Linked DNA regions of Callithrix jacchus: region 1 is linked to region 2. The links are chromatin contacts, called in public Hi-C maps. All regions are on one chromosome and are shown on one strand. Each heading gives the region's core, a stretch centred on a gene start, on an enhancer-like site or on the middle of the called end of the contact. The rest is flanking DNA. Distances are from core to core; before and after follow the strand shown.

What was found. A called contact is a pair of places that touch in the nucleus more often than the background predicts.
Region 1: a contact with region 2 is called in a Hi-C map of skeletal muscle, with 15 times the contacts expected there. The contact joins two enhancer-like sites. A contact is called at or near these places in 2 of 3 Hi-C or Micro-C datasets (both in skeletal muscle).

What each region holds. Positions count from the first base shown.
Region 1 is chr4:115,193,742-115,199,744 of calJac240_pri, forward strand. All of the region lies in intron 1 of SESN1 (sestrin 1), which reads right to left. Among named protein-coding and RNA genes, the nearest start is that of SESN1, 22 kb to the right of the region's middle. Within about 2 kb of position 2,785, at least 1 of the 16 cell types and tissues checked has an H3K27ac peak or open chromatin away from gene starts, as enhancers often do. A contact at or near this core is called in skeletal muscle, where this site is marked.
Region 2 is chr4:115,001,065-115,008,014 of calJac240_pri, forward strand. ARMC2 (armadillo repeat containing 2) reads left to right here. Exons shown (of 19, transcript XR_013534472.1): 6 at 2,850-2,926. Among named protein-coding and RNA genes, the nearest start is that of ARMC2, 44 kb to the left of the region's middle. Within about 2 kb of position 4,592, at least 2 of the 16 cell types and tissues checked have an H3K27ac peak or open chromatin away from gene starts, as enhancers often do. A contact at or near this core is called in skeletal muscle, where this site is marked.

The DNA of each region.
Region 1 (6,003 bases), core at 1,535-4,034, 190 kb after region 2:
CCATCATTCTCAGCAAACTGACACAGGAACAGAGAATCAAGTACCGCACGTTCTCGCTCATAGGTAGGTGTTGAACGATGAGAACACATGGACACAGGGAGTGTAGCATCACACACTGAGGTCTTTGCTGGGGGACTAGGGGAGGGATAGTGAGCGGTAGGGAGTTGGGGAGGGATAACATGGGGAGAAATGCCAGATATAGGTGATGGGGATGGAGGCAGCAAACCACATTACCATGTGTATACCTATACAACAATCCTGCATGTTCTTTATATGTATCCCAGAACCTAAAATGCAATTATATATATATATGTTATATTGATCCTTGTATGTGTGTGTGTGTGTGTATATATATATATACACACACACACACATACACACACACCTATATCTTTTTGTTCTGAGAAGGAAATTTTTTTTGTTCTGAGAAGGAAATATTCATCTGTTTTGTTCTGAGAAGGAACTATTCATGGCTATATGAACACAGAAATATAATGGTTAAGGCAAATAAAAAAAGAAAAAAGGTTAAGATGAAGGTCTAACACTTATCTATTGGTCAAAAAAGGACAGACATAGAGAGATAATAGAGGAAAAGTAACAAAAGAAATGATAGAAGAGTAATTTGAGATTCAATCTTTATATTGAAAGGAACCAAGTATAAAGAATTAATAATAAAGGGGGTAAGGGAGAAACATATTCTGACATACACCAATGAAATTTTTTTTTTTTTTTTTGAGATGGAGCTTCACTCTTGTTGCCCAGGAGAGTGCAGTGGCATGATTCTGGCTCACTGCAAGTAAATGGGATTATAGGCACCCACCACCACACCCAGCTAATTTTTTGTATTTTTAGTAGAGATGGGGTTTCAACATGTTGGCTAGACTGGTCTCAAACTGACCTCAGGTGATCCACCTGCCTCAGTCTCCTAAAGTGCCGGTATTACAGGTGTGAGCCACCACATCCAGCCAAAATTTCAAACTCTAAAGATAAATAAAAGCATCTTAAGCTCCCAGAATGTTCTTCTTCTTAGGAAAAATGTGATAAAGTATTTTGGGGTGAAGTGTTTGTAACTTTCAAGAGGTTGAGCAAAAGGAGAGAAAAAAAAGAGAAGGCCATGATGGCAAAATGTTAACAATATGTGACTCTAGGTGAAGGGCATATGGTATTTACTGTATTATTTTTGGAACTATTTGGTAAGTTTTAAAAAAGTTGGAAAAAAAAAGAAAACAAGGTTCCTAGAGAGGAATAAAATAAAACAAACAAACCAGTTCCATACTAAAAGAATGAGAATGAGACTGGCACAAGACCTCTCATTATCAAAACTAGATGCTAGAAAATAATGGAATAATGCCTTTACTCTTATGAGAGAAAATGACTTTAACCTAATATTTGAACCAACTTTAATGAAATCTGAGGGAAAAGTAAAAAGATTTTCAAATATTCATGGGCCAAAAAACTTAATTCTCACAAACTTAAAAAAATGTTTTTGGCCAGGCATGTTGGCTCATGCCTGTAATCCCAGCAGTTTGGGAGGCTAAGGCAGGCAGATCATGAGGTCAGGAGTTCAAGACCATCCTGACGAACATTTCGCTACTAAAAACACAAAAATTAGCTGGACATGGTGGCGTACTACTCAGGTGCTGGGATTTTCTTTTGAGACAGGGTCTCACCCTGTTGTCCAGGCTGGAGTGCACTGACAGATTCATAGCTCACTTTTACCTGGGGCTCCTGGGTTCAAGTGATCCTCCCACCTCAGCCTCCCAAGTAGCTAGGACTACAGGCGTGTACCAGGACACAGAGCCAATTTTTACTTTTTATTTTTTTGTTGATATGGAGTCTCACTATGTTTCCCAGTCTAATCTCGAGCTCTAGGCCTCAAGAAATCCTCCTGCCTTGGTCTTCTAAAGTGCTGGGTTTACACGTATGAGCCACTGCACCTGGTCTCTATGAACTCTTTTTTTTTTTTGAGACAGAGTTTCGCTCTTATTACCCAGGCTGGAGTGCAATGGTGAGATCTCGGTTCACCGCAACCTCTGCCTCTTGGGTTCAAGAAATTCTCCTGCCTCAGCCTCCTGAGTAGCTGTGACTAGAAGTGTGCACCACCATGCCCAGCTAATTTTTGTATTTTTAGTAAAGATGGGGTTTCACCATGTTGACCAGGATGGTCTCAATCTCTTGACCTCATGATCCACCTGCCTTGGCCTCCCAAAGTGCTGGGATTATAGGCGTGAGCCACCGTGTCCAGCCTCTACAACCTCTTAAGAGAAAAAATTAATACTGAGCTTATGAAACTTAAACAGCACAGCAATGAATTACTTAAAAAATGAGATGAAACCGTATCTTCATTATTATTACGCTAGTCCAAGCATTATATCAGCTACTGCTGAAACACTGCAATAGCCTTTTAAGTGGTCCTCATGCTTCCTTTGTTGTACCTATCCATGCTCCACACAAGAACCACCATTTTACTTAATTATAATTTAATGTTCCATTTTATTTTTTTAATGTAGGTAATAGATTCACATTGAACAAAATACTTTCACATGATTTGAACATAGGAAGTGAAAAAGGGCATTAAGTCCTTGAGACCTAGACAGTGGGCCCCCTGCACTTCAGAAGGCCTGCTGTGGACCTCCTCTAGCTGTAACCCTCTGAGAGATAAATTCCATAGGACTAGGGCATATGCCCACCCAGATTATGCTTCAGGTACTTGGAACCCCAAGAATCTCTAGTCAAATGGGCTGAGCCTGCTCTCAGGGTCTACACATGGGCCAAGTCTGCTCTTAGAGCCTACATATGGGTTGTCCTTTCTACAGCTGAACACAGGGCACACAATCTTAGGCTCAGAAAGTGGAAAAGCAGCAGCTGTATGTGGGGTATGCAGCAGCTGATGTGAGGGGAGGGTATCCATCCTTCATAGTGTAGGACTGGGCACAGGACTGGGGTGAGAGAACAGCATAGAAGGGCCACATGCTGGCCAGGGCCCACCATGTTGAAATGAGCTTATAATACAGTGAAAAGCCGTGGTCCCATTCCTGTCCCCAGCCAATGGCTACCTTTTCCAAAGACAACTACTGTTTCTAACACAAGTTAATCACTTTAAATAAAAAACCTGAAAATGAATATCCAACCTAAAATATTTTTGTGGTTCTCCATTACTGTTAAGATAAAATCCAAAATCCATAAAGTGGCCAACACAGCACTTTGCAAACTATAACATTCCTTAGAACCATTTGGGGATTCAAGTCTGATCCAGTCGGACTGGGATGGAGCTTGAGATTCCACATTTCCAATATCTTTCCTAAGTGTTACAGATGCTTCTGACCCATAGGCCATACCTTCAGTAGTAAGAGCAAATAAGAAATTAATATTCCTTTTGAAGCTATGACTTCAGCTACCCAAGTAGGGAAGGAAATTTTCCTCCTGGTTTACCCATCTCATTTAAAGAGAAAAAGCGACAGCCAGTCCAGGCAGATAAGAGGGAGGGTAGGCAGAAATTGCCAAGTAATAATAATAGCTAACATTATTCATTCATTCAACAAATATTTATTGGACAATGTATGTGCTAGCATTGCCCTGGAGGGTCCAGCAATGAACAAGAAAAAGTCTCAAGTCTTCATGGAGCTAATAACCTGTTAGGCCAGACAGAATGAATATATAAATAAATAGCAAGTTCAGGTCGTGTTTGGGGCAAAAAAGAAAAATTAATCAAGATAAGGATCTAGAGGGTAAGAAGAGGTGCTATTTAGTTACTAAGGCATATACAAAGGGAGTTTTTGTTTCTTTGTTTTGTTTATACTAAGTTTTAAGACAGGCACAATGCTAAGTACCTTAAAGAAGTGAAGGTTCTTTTATCTTCATTTTGCTGATGATAAAAACTTAAGATCATTGGGATATAGACCCTGGCAGTCTAAGATCAATTTTTGTGTTAATACGTTATTTCTTATTCCTGTTACAGAGGGCTGCAGCTGTACTGTACTCAGCTGAGCTCCCTGTGTTTTCATATTCTGGAAGCCAGCCTTAAACTTTTAACCTGTAAACTGCCAGGCAGGTGTGGGCCTGCCAGTTTATGACTAGCAACATAAGAAACTCGAGCACAAATAGTCACCAGACACACTGCAAGAGTGTGTCTTGCATTCACTCAGCAGACTCAGAGGGATGAGCTAATATTTAGTCAACAAAATTTTCCCATTGCTGGTTTAAATCTCCACAATTTCAATCACTTCCATTTTTCTCTAAAGTTTAAAGAAAATAAGTTTAACATGCAGCAGGTCACTCTAGTTTTAGCAATGGTTCTTAATCTTTTAAGATCACAATCTCTTTGAAAATCTGATAAAAAACAGGCTCTCTCCCAAGAAAACTGCAAGTGAGTACACACAGTTTTGCATGCAACTTAAGGGGCTCAGACACCTAAAATAGTGATAATCCTCAATTTGAGAATGCTTACATTGTAGCATCTTCCAAAATACATCTCTGCTCTGAAAACTTTCCTCTCCCCGGTAAAGGGAGTGATCCTCTTTAATCATTTAATTAAAATAGTTATTTAAAAAAAAAAAACTGTAATTATTAGCATATAAAAAACACAGCTTTATCATCTAAAACAATTCTGCAGCAAAAAAGAAAAAAGGCCTAACTAGCTGTTAAGAATTACTTATTTCAGCTTCCCAAAAGACAAGTTTCAATTATAGGTTATCTATCTATGAATCAGCCATAAACATTTTTATTGTACAGTGAGTGATTTTTCCCTTCTATAGTCAGTAGTTTACAAAAAAGTATGTAGCTGAATACAACTCTGATCCTTGAGAAACACAAGTATAATTTCCCTAAGTCACACATAACTGTTTTTAAGAGAAAGGTAAATTAGTTCCTCCTGCTCTCTAAAAATCATGAAAAGCATTTCTAGACTAAGAAATGATTTAGGGTTCTGTATCACTTTTCAGCTTCATAGTGTACTATTGATTTTAATTTTTTAATAAAACAAGGTGCTACTAAAATGTAAAATGACACAATGGAGAGAGCAGGCAAGTAAGACAGTAACTTTTGATATTTGATGCCCCATGTTTAATTACACATGACTGAATCATAACGTGGTAGAGCTCGTAATATAAGATATCCAAATTATTCCATGGCTAATTCAAGGAGTTTAAAGTAAACAGGAACGTAAGGATGCTTAATATATACTTAAGGTCAGTTGTGTTTGTGACTTGAAAGAGAGCTAAGGCAACATAATAGCAGATTACAGAATCATCAAAAAATACAGACATTTAATCTTGTCATTTTAAAAAATAAAATGGCCTTGATATTTGATTTAAGCAGATTTAGGAAAAATTATGAATAGGAAAGTTTTTATTATTTGCATTCGGTAGAATCAATAACAAAATATTTTTTTTTAGTTTCAAGAGACAATATAATGTTGAAATTAACAGAATAAAGTCTGGAGACCAAATGTCTGAGTTCGAATCCTAGCTCTGCCATCTGCACTAGCTAGGTGAACAGTGGCAAATTAGATAACCCCTTTGTACCTTAGCCTCCTCTTACTGTATGGGTGAGTTACATGGGTGAATGCATGCACAGAGTTTAAAGTGGCACCTATAAAGAAAAAAAAAAATCCAGGCATTAGAATGTAAGCTCTATATGGGTAGCGATTTTTCTGTATTTTTCCTACTAGTGCATATGAGTACCTAGAACAGTACTAAAGATAGTAGGTGCTCAAAAAATCTTTATGACATGAATGACTAATATTGTTGTTATTATATGGTTATTTTCTGGATAGATGGAAAAACTAAGTCAGTTAAGCTTGGCTATTTAAACTTGGAAACCTTGCTGTCTTTTCCCCAATGCCCTTTAACAACATAAGTGTTGTGACACTGCAAACCCAAGTCTTCTCCTAAGATCCACAGCCCCAAAATACGGGCGATAATCTAGATTTTAGTTGAGCAAGAGTGCCATCTAGTGCTCACAAAAGCTACAACAAGCTGAGAATTCGAAGTAAATTTTTATCCA
Region 2 (6,950 bases), core at 3,342-5,841:
GCATTTGGATATATACCCAATAATGGGATTGCTGGGTCAAATGGTATTTCCAGTTCTTGATCCTTGAGGAATTGCCACACTGTATTCCACAATGGTTGAACTAATTTACACTCCCACCAATAGTGTAAAAGCATTTCTATTTCTTACATCCTCTCCAGCATCTGTTGTTTTCTGACTTTTTAATGATTGCCATTCTAATTGGTATGAGATGGTATCTCATTGTGGTTTTGATTTGCATTTCTCTAATGACCAGTGATGATGAGCTTTTTCTCATATGTTCATTGGCTGCATAAATGTCTCCTTTTGAGAAGTGCCTATTCATATTGTTTGCCCACTTTTTGATGGGGTTGTTTGTTTTGCTTTGTTTCTTGTAAATTTGTTTAAGTTCTTTGTAGATTCTGGATATTAGCTCTTTGTCAGATGGATAGATTGCAAAAAATTTCTCCCATATTATAGGTTGCCTGTTCACTCTGATGATAGTTTCTTTTGCCGTGCAGAAACTCTTTAGTTTAATTACATCCCATTTGTCAATTTTGGCTTTTGTTGCCATTGCTTTCGTTGTTTTAGAAATCTTTGCTCATGCCTATGTCCTGAATGGTATTGCCTAGGTTTTCTTCGAGGGTTTTTATGGTTTTAGGTCTTACATTTAAGTCTTTAATTCATCTTGAGTTAGTTAGTCCTATGCTCTTCTTGAGAACTGGGAGGCCCAGCACTGCTGAGCTTTTGCATATAAGAAGGACACTTCCTTTTTTCCCCTAGAGGTGGGGATACATGCATGTGGTATTTATGTAGGCAACCTCGTCACTGGCCATGACCTCAGGGAGAGTGGACCAGTGACTTTGGAAGCCCATTAGTTGAAAAGTATCTTGCTTGATTTTGATTGTTGTGTAGGGCAGGTGTATATATTGAAAGGAAGGCCTTGTCCCTTCTCAAACCTTCTCATTATTTCTAGGAGTGATAAATATGAGAACTTCTTGTCTCTACAGCCTGACAAACTTTTGTTGATTCTTTTATTTCTGCCTCCTTTGAGAGGTCCCTGTCCCATAGTCATTTTCAATCAGCTAGGAACATTTGCTATCAGATCTATATTTTTATTATGCACAAATAAAGCAGTTGTTTCTGAATATTAATTAGACAATTTTTGGAAAATTAGCTTCATCTTTTTCCTATTTTATGATAAAAGTGTTAAGTGTTTTTAAAAAAAGGGTTGAGAGAACATGTTTATGAGGAAAAAAATGGTATTTAGAAAAGCTGATCTTCAGGGCAGCAGGAAAGGCCAAGGGCTAAGCTGCAACACAGCATAGTCTCTGGGGGGCTCGCCACACAGGAAGCAGAAGCCATGGCACATGCGGATGTCCACGGGGACCATCACATGTGTAGGCCTTCTTAGTTAGTTTTTTGGAACAACTATTATATTCGATGGCCAAAAAGAAATTTCCATATAAAACTGGCACTCTTCTCTTGGTTATTTTTTTTTCTACCTTGGAATTTTGTACAGATTTAAAAGTAAGTACTTCTAAGTATCAGCTCTGGCTAAAGAGAAGCTATAACCTTCAGAGACTTTCTCTACGTTAAATAAAACTTTTTAAAAATCTGAGCAGATAATCCTGCTATTGTCCAGCCACTGCTCTTTTATTTGAAATATAAAATATTCGACATCTTGGGACTGCCCACATTTATTTTCAGTTTTTTTAAAAAAAAAACATTTGAGATATTACTAAAAGTACATATATTCAGAGAATATTAATTTAATTTAGAAGTGGAATGAGGGCACATTTTTATGTAGTGGAAAGAGAAATGAATTTGTATATTATAGTCCAAATCTATGTGACCTTGAGCACATCTGGCCAGCCAGGACACAGTTTCCTTATCTGCAGGGTTGTGAGGAAGACAGAAAAAGAGACAGAGATCTTTCCCAGCTCCCAAAGGCTAGGCTTTTATAATCCAAGCATCCCAGAGTTCATTCTTATTGTAACAGTGACCCCTTGTGGTATATATTCTTAACCAATTTAGTTTTGATTTGCAAAGTAAACTGGAGTTTTTTGTTCTTTCTATTGTATTTCACGTTGTTGGGCAAATATGACTTGTTTTAAAAAGATAAATCTTATTTGAAAATCAAAGGTAAATTAAAGCACCATATAGAGGCCAGGTGCAATGGCTCATGCCTGTAATCCGAACACTTTGGAAGGCTGAGGCAGGCGGATCACCTGAGGTCAGGAGTTTGAGAATAGCCTGGCCAAGATGGTGAAACCGCATCGCTACTAAAAATACAAAAATTATCCAGGCGTGGTGGCATGTGCCTGTAATCTTAGCTACTGGGGAGGCTGAGGCAGGTTGCAGCAAGCAGAGATCGCGCCACTGTATTCCAGCCTGAGTGGCAGAGCAAGACTTTTTTTAAAAAAAAACAAACAAAACAAAACCCAGCAAATAGAGCACCAAACCCACCTTATAAACAATTCTCGATGGTTTCTTTAGAAACTGGGCACAGTGGCTCACACCTGTAATATTAGCAATTTGGGAGGCTGAGGCAGGAGGATCACTTAAGACCAGGAATCACCAGCCTGGACAATGTAGTGAGACCCTGTCTCTACAAAATGTTTTTTAAAAGTATCCAGTCATGGTGGCATGTGCCTGTAGTCCCAGCTACTTGGGATCCTGTGGTGGGAGGATCACTTGCACCAAGGAGTTTGAGGCTGCCGTGAGCTATGACCACAGAACCACTGTACACCAGCCTGGGTGAGACCTATCTCAAAATAATAAATAAGAAACTGTATATAGCAGACTTTTGTCATTTACAAAATTAGAAGTGTTTTGATGTTTGTGCTGAGTGCTTTATGTATTCCTCCTAGGGACCAGGGGGAAAGACATGCAAGGGCGTCATCATGCCCCAGCAGCTCAGAGCTGAGCAGGCTGCAAACCAAAGCAGGTGAGGGGTCCCCACACTCCTTCCTCCACAGCATCTCCACTTGAAGGAAAAACATTTGGACTGATGATATCTATGTGGGCCCACTGTTTGAAAACTTCAGGAAGTTTGTCCAATTTGATCACAAATCAACATTTATTTTTATACATTTTTATTATATTCATACAATCTTACCATCTTAGCACTACTCAACTCTGATGCTTCAAACATCTATAGATGACAGTCTTAATGGTTTTATAGAAATTATTTTGTAAAAGCATTTGGAAAGTTGTAAAACTTGACATTAACATAGTTCTTGGGTTCAAAACTTGAGTTCAAGGCATTGCTTAGCTGGGCACAGTGGCTCATGCCTGTAATCCCAGCACTTTGGGAGGCTGAGGCGGGTGACTCACTTGATGTCAGTAGTTCAAGACGAGCCTGGCCAACATTGTGAACCCCATCTCTGCCAAAACACACACACACACACACAAAAATTAGTGGGGCATGGTGGGAGGGAGTGGGCTGCCTGCAATCCCAACTACTTTGGAGGCTGAGGTGGGAGAATTGCTTGAACCCACGAGGCAGAGTTTTCAGTGAGCCTAGATTGCACCACTGCACTCCAGCCTGGGTGACAGAGCAAGACTCATCTCAAAAAACAAAAACAAAAACAGAAAAAAAGAAAAAAGAAAAAAAGATAATTGCTTACTTAAATGAAACTATGTTAATTTTATTAAGAGTGTCCTTTGGGCCTTTACACTGTTTAATTGAGAAAATATATAACAATATAAACCACACTCTAGAAATGATACAAAATGTATTCGTGCAATACAATATAGTTGTTAGAAAAGTGTAATATTGTAATATTGAGTAAATTCAGTGCAAACATAATATTAGATGAAATATATATTGTTTATGGATACACAGCCATATGGTAAACATGTGAAGTCAAGTGTAATCATAGTAACCAGTGGATTTAGAATGGTGGTAACCCCTGGAGGGAGAGGGAGGAGGGGAGTGGATGCAGGGAGGCACACATCTGTAATGTTTTATTTCAGATGAAAATAAGGGAAAGGATACAAATATGGCAAAATATTGATATCTGACCAAACTAGTATGGGGTCCACTGGTGGTGAATGTTATAGTCTTCATGTATTTTTATACACGAGATTTTATCATACTAAATAATAGATTTTAAAAATTATTATCTTCAAAACTTAATGTTTTATCAATAAAATGACTTTTGCGCCATTGCGAATTTCTTTACTCAGGAAAATCTTAGATATACCAATTTCCAATCCAGCATAGCATAGTTGCTGAGGATTTTTACATTTACATGCTAAAAACATCAGCCAATCCAAACATTGTGTCAGGTTTTTGTGTCCAGAACTCAAAGCTGTGGTTAACAACTATAACCACTGAGACAGCAAAATCTTCAAAAACATGCTGAAATTTTTGCTTGACTTACCCAATTTCCTGTTGAATCATAATTTTTATATTTAGCAAACCATGAACCTAAATGAAAGTGCTTTCTAAAGTATTAGATTGTTGCCCAAAATTGAGACAAATAATAATTTGTGTATCTGTGTGTCTCTTAAAAAGCAATCATGTGATTCCATGCTTCATTTTCTGTAGTAACTCAGGGATGGTGTGTAACATGGAGGCAGGGGGAGGCCCAGGACGAGTGAAGAGGTGGGAGGGCTCTAGCCAGACACAACTGTGCACTTTGGGATTCCTGGGAGAGGGTTGGAAGGAAACCCTCATACCACAGTGTCTGAGTAACTTCTGTTCTGAGAAGAAGCAAATCTCAGAAACATTCAGAAGGGCCCATGAGGATTAAATAAATTGTTCTGCGATTTGTGATTGACCCTTATAATTCAGCTCTTTCTGGATAAGGTATCCATTTTATTTGTCTTAAAAAAACAGGTTGATAGTCATGGTTTCTCACAGAACTTCTCTGTTAAGCAGCATATTGCATAGAAGGTAAAAAATGCAGACTTGAACTTACTGGATCAAAGTTTGTGTTTCTAGTAAATTTAAGTGCGTCATAAATATGTGTTGATTAAATAACTTGTCTGGCTTATTTTCTGGCTTTCATTTGCCTTCATAAGTTGATTTTATTTTATTTTTTAAATATAAAAAATATTTAAACTTTGGACTTAAATATTTGGACTTTGAATAGGTTAGTTGCCTGCAAATATGAGGAACTATGTTTTTTATATTACTTGAATATTTATGTTTACCCTTAGAATCCATATCCATAAATTATCAAAGTTAAGGCAGATTCATAAAAACAATGATCCAAAAGATTGAGATACTAGTCTGCAAACTATAGTTCCCTGAGCCTGATGGGAAGCCAGTTAGAGTCTTTGTTTTGTTCGTGTGAATATTCATATATTTTGCTACAGGGTGCTGCCCAGAAGACCCTACTGGGGTGGTTTGTTATATGCAACGTGTATACCATGTTGACTTTTTAAAATTTGTATGTTTCTGAATCCCAAACCACATCTGATTCCAAAGGTTTTGGATAAGGGATTGTGAATCTGTACTGATGTGGACTAATTTTTTCTAAAGACTCAATGTAATATATTGTGCTGAAGTCTTGCATTGAGTTAGATTAGATTATCTGAAAGCTTGCTATTAAGGCTATTTACTGCACTGCAAATGTTTAATAATAGCTTTCTTGACAACCCCTTTCTATTTACTTTTGCTGCTTAGGTGATCTTGGATGCCCTGTGTGGGTCAGCTGCTCTTGGCAGTAGGAAGGGTTGATCAAAGGCAACCCTGGACTTGCTGCAACTGGGAGTGGCCATTTCTAGCATGCAGTATAACAGGGGAAGGCCTGTGTGTTGGATGGAATAAGTAGATTGTGCAGCATCCCTGCTTCCCTTGGGTGACATCAGCACCATTTGGTGGTTTGAGGATTCATTTCAGAATTCAAATGAAAATTTTAATATATACTATTATGTGTTATCTTTGGATTCTTCTGCTATTTATACAGATAATCGTGAAGGGACTTTACTGGATTTCTTGATGCAGAGAATTTTATTTTAACTGTGTTAAAATTATTAATATGGATATTAACTAAGGTATACACATTTAAGATGTGTTGCATATATTTTTATCTTCAAGAATAATAAGAATGCATTAGAGACATTGGAAAATACAGAAGAGCACATAAAAGAAATTATTAACCCCTAATCCCATTATTTAAAGATAACCAGTTACCCCATTTTACAGAAGAGAGGTGAAGCAATTTGCCCATAGTCAACCAGCTAGTAGGTGGCAGAGCTAGGATTCAAACCCAGATGGTGTCTCCAAACCTGTGCTATTAACAGGCCACCTGGTCACCTTGTCCTTTGTTTAAAGTAACCTGAAAATATACAAGCCATACAGGCCATACACCCGTTTGCTCTTCTCTCGGTCTCTCTGTCTCTCTGTCTCTCTCTCTCTCTCTCTCTCTCTCTCTCTCTCCCCCCCTCCCCCAACCTCTCACCTTCTGATTGTTCCTGATTTCTAACTATTTGTGTGACATTTTTAGGGTCCAGACACCTTCTGTGTGGACGCTTAATTGGTACCAGGTCTACCCTGCCCCAAGAGGGCATGGACTCCCTGACCTGATATAGACCAAGTGCCAGGGAAAGGACTGAAGGGGTGGTCTTTAGAGAAGGGAGACTGAGGAATACATCTCCAGCACTCTCCAGCATTGTTCAGGAATGCCTCGGCACAGTTATGCCACCTCCAGCTACAGTCAGTGTTTTAGATCTTGAGATACTGCCTGTGTGAGATATAATAATAATTTGCAGTTTCTAATATTAGTTACATTTATTCTCCCCCAACATTAGTCTGTCTGCTAGTTTGCTCCAAGTCAGCATAGCTTTGAGATCAAGTGCAGAGGCTGGGAAGCTATATGACCTTGGGCAGATAACTTACTACATTTGGGTTTCACTTTCTTCACCTGCAAAATGGGGACAGTGTGGGAACCTCCTCATAGCGTTACTGCAAAAATGAAATGCAGGCCTCCTGTATCTAGAGTACACAGCCAATGGCT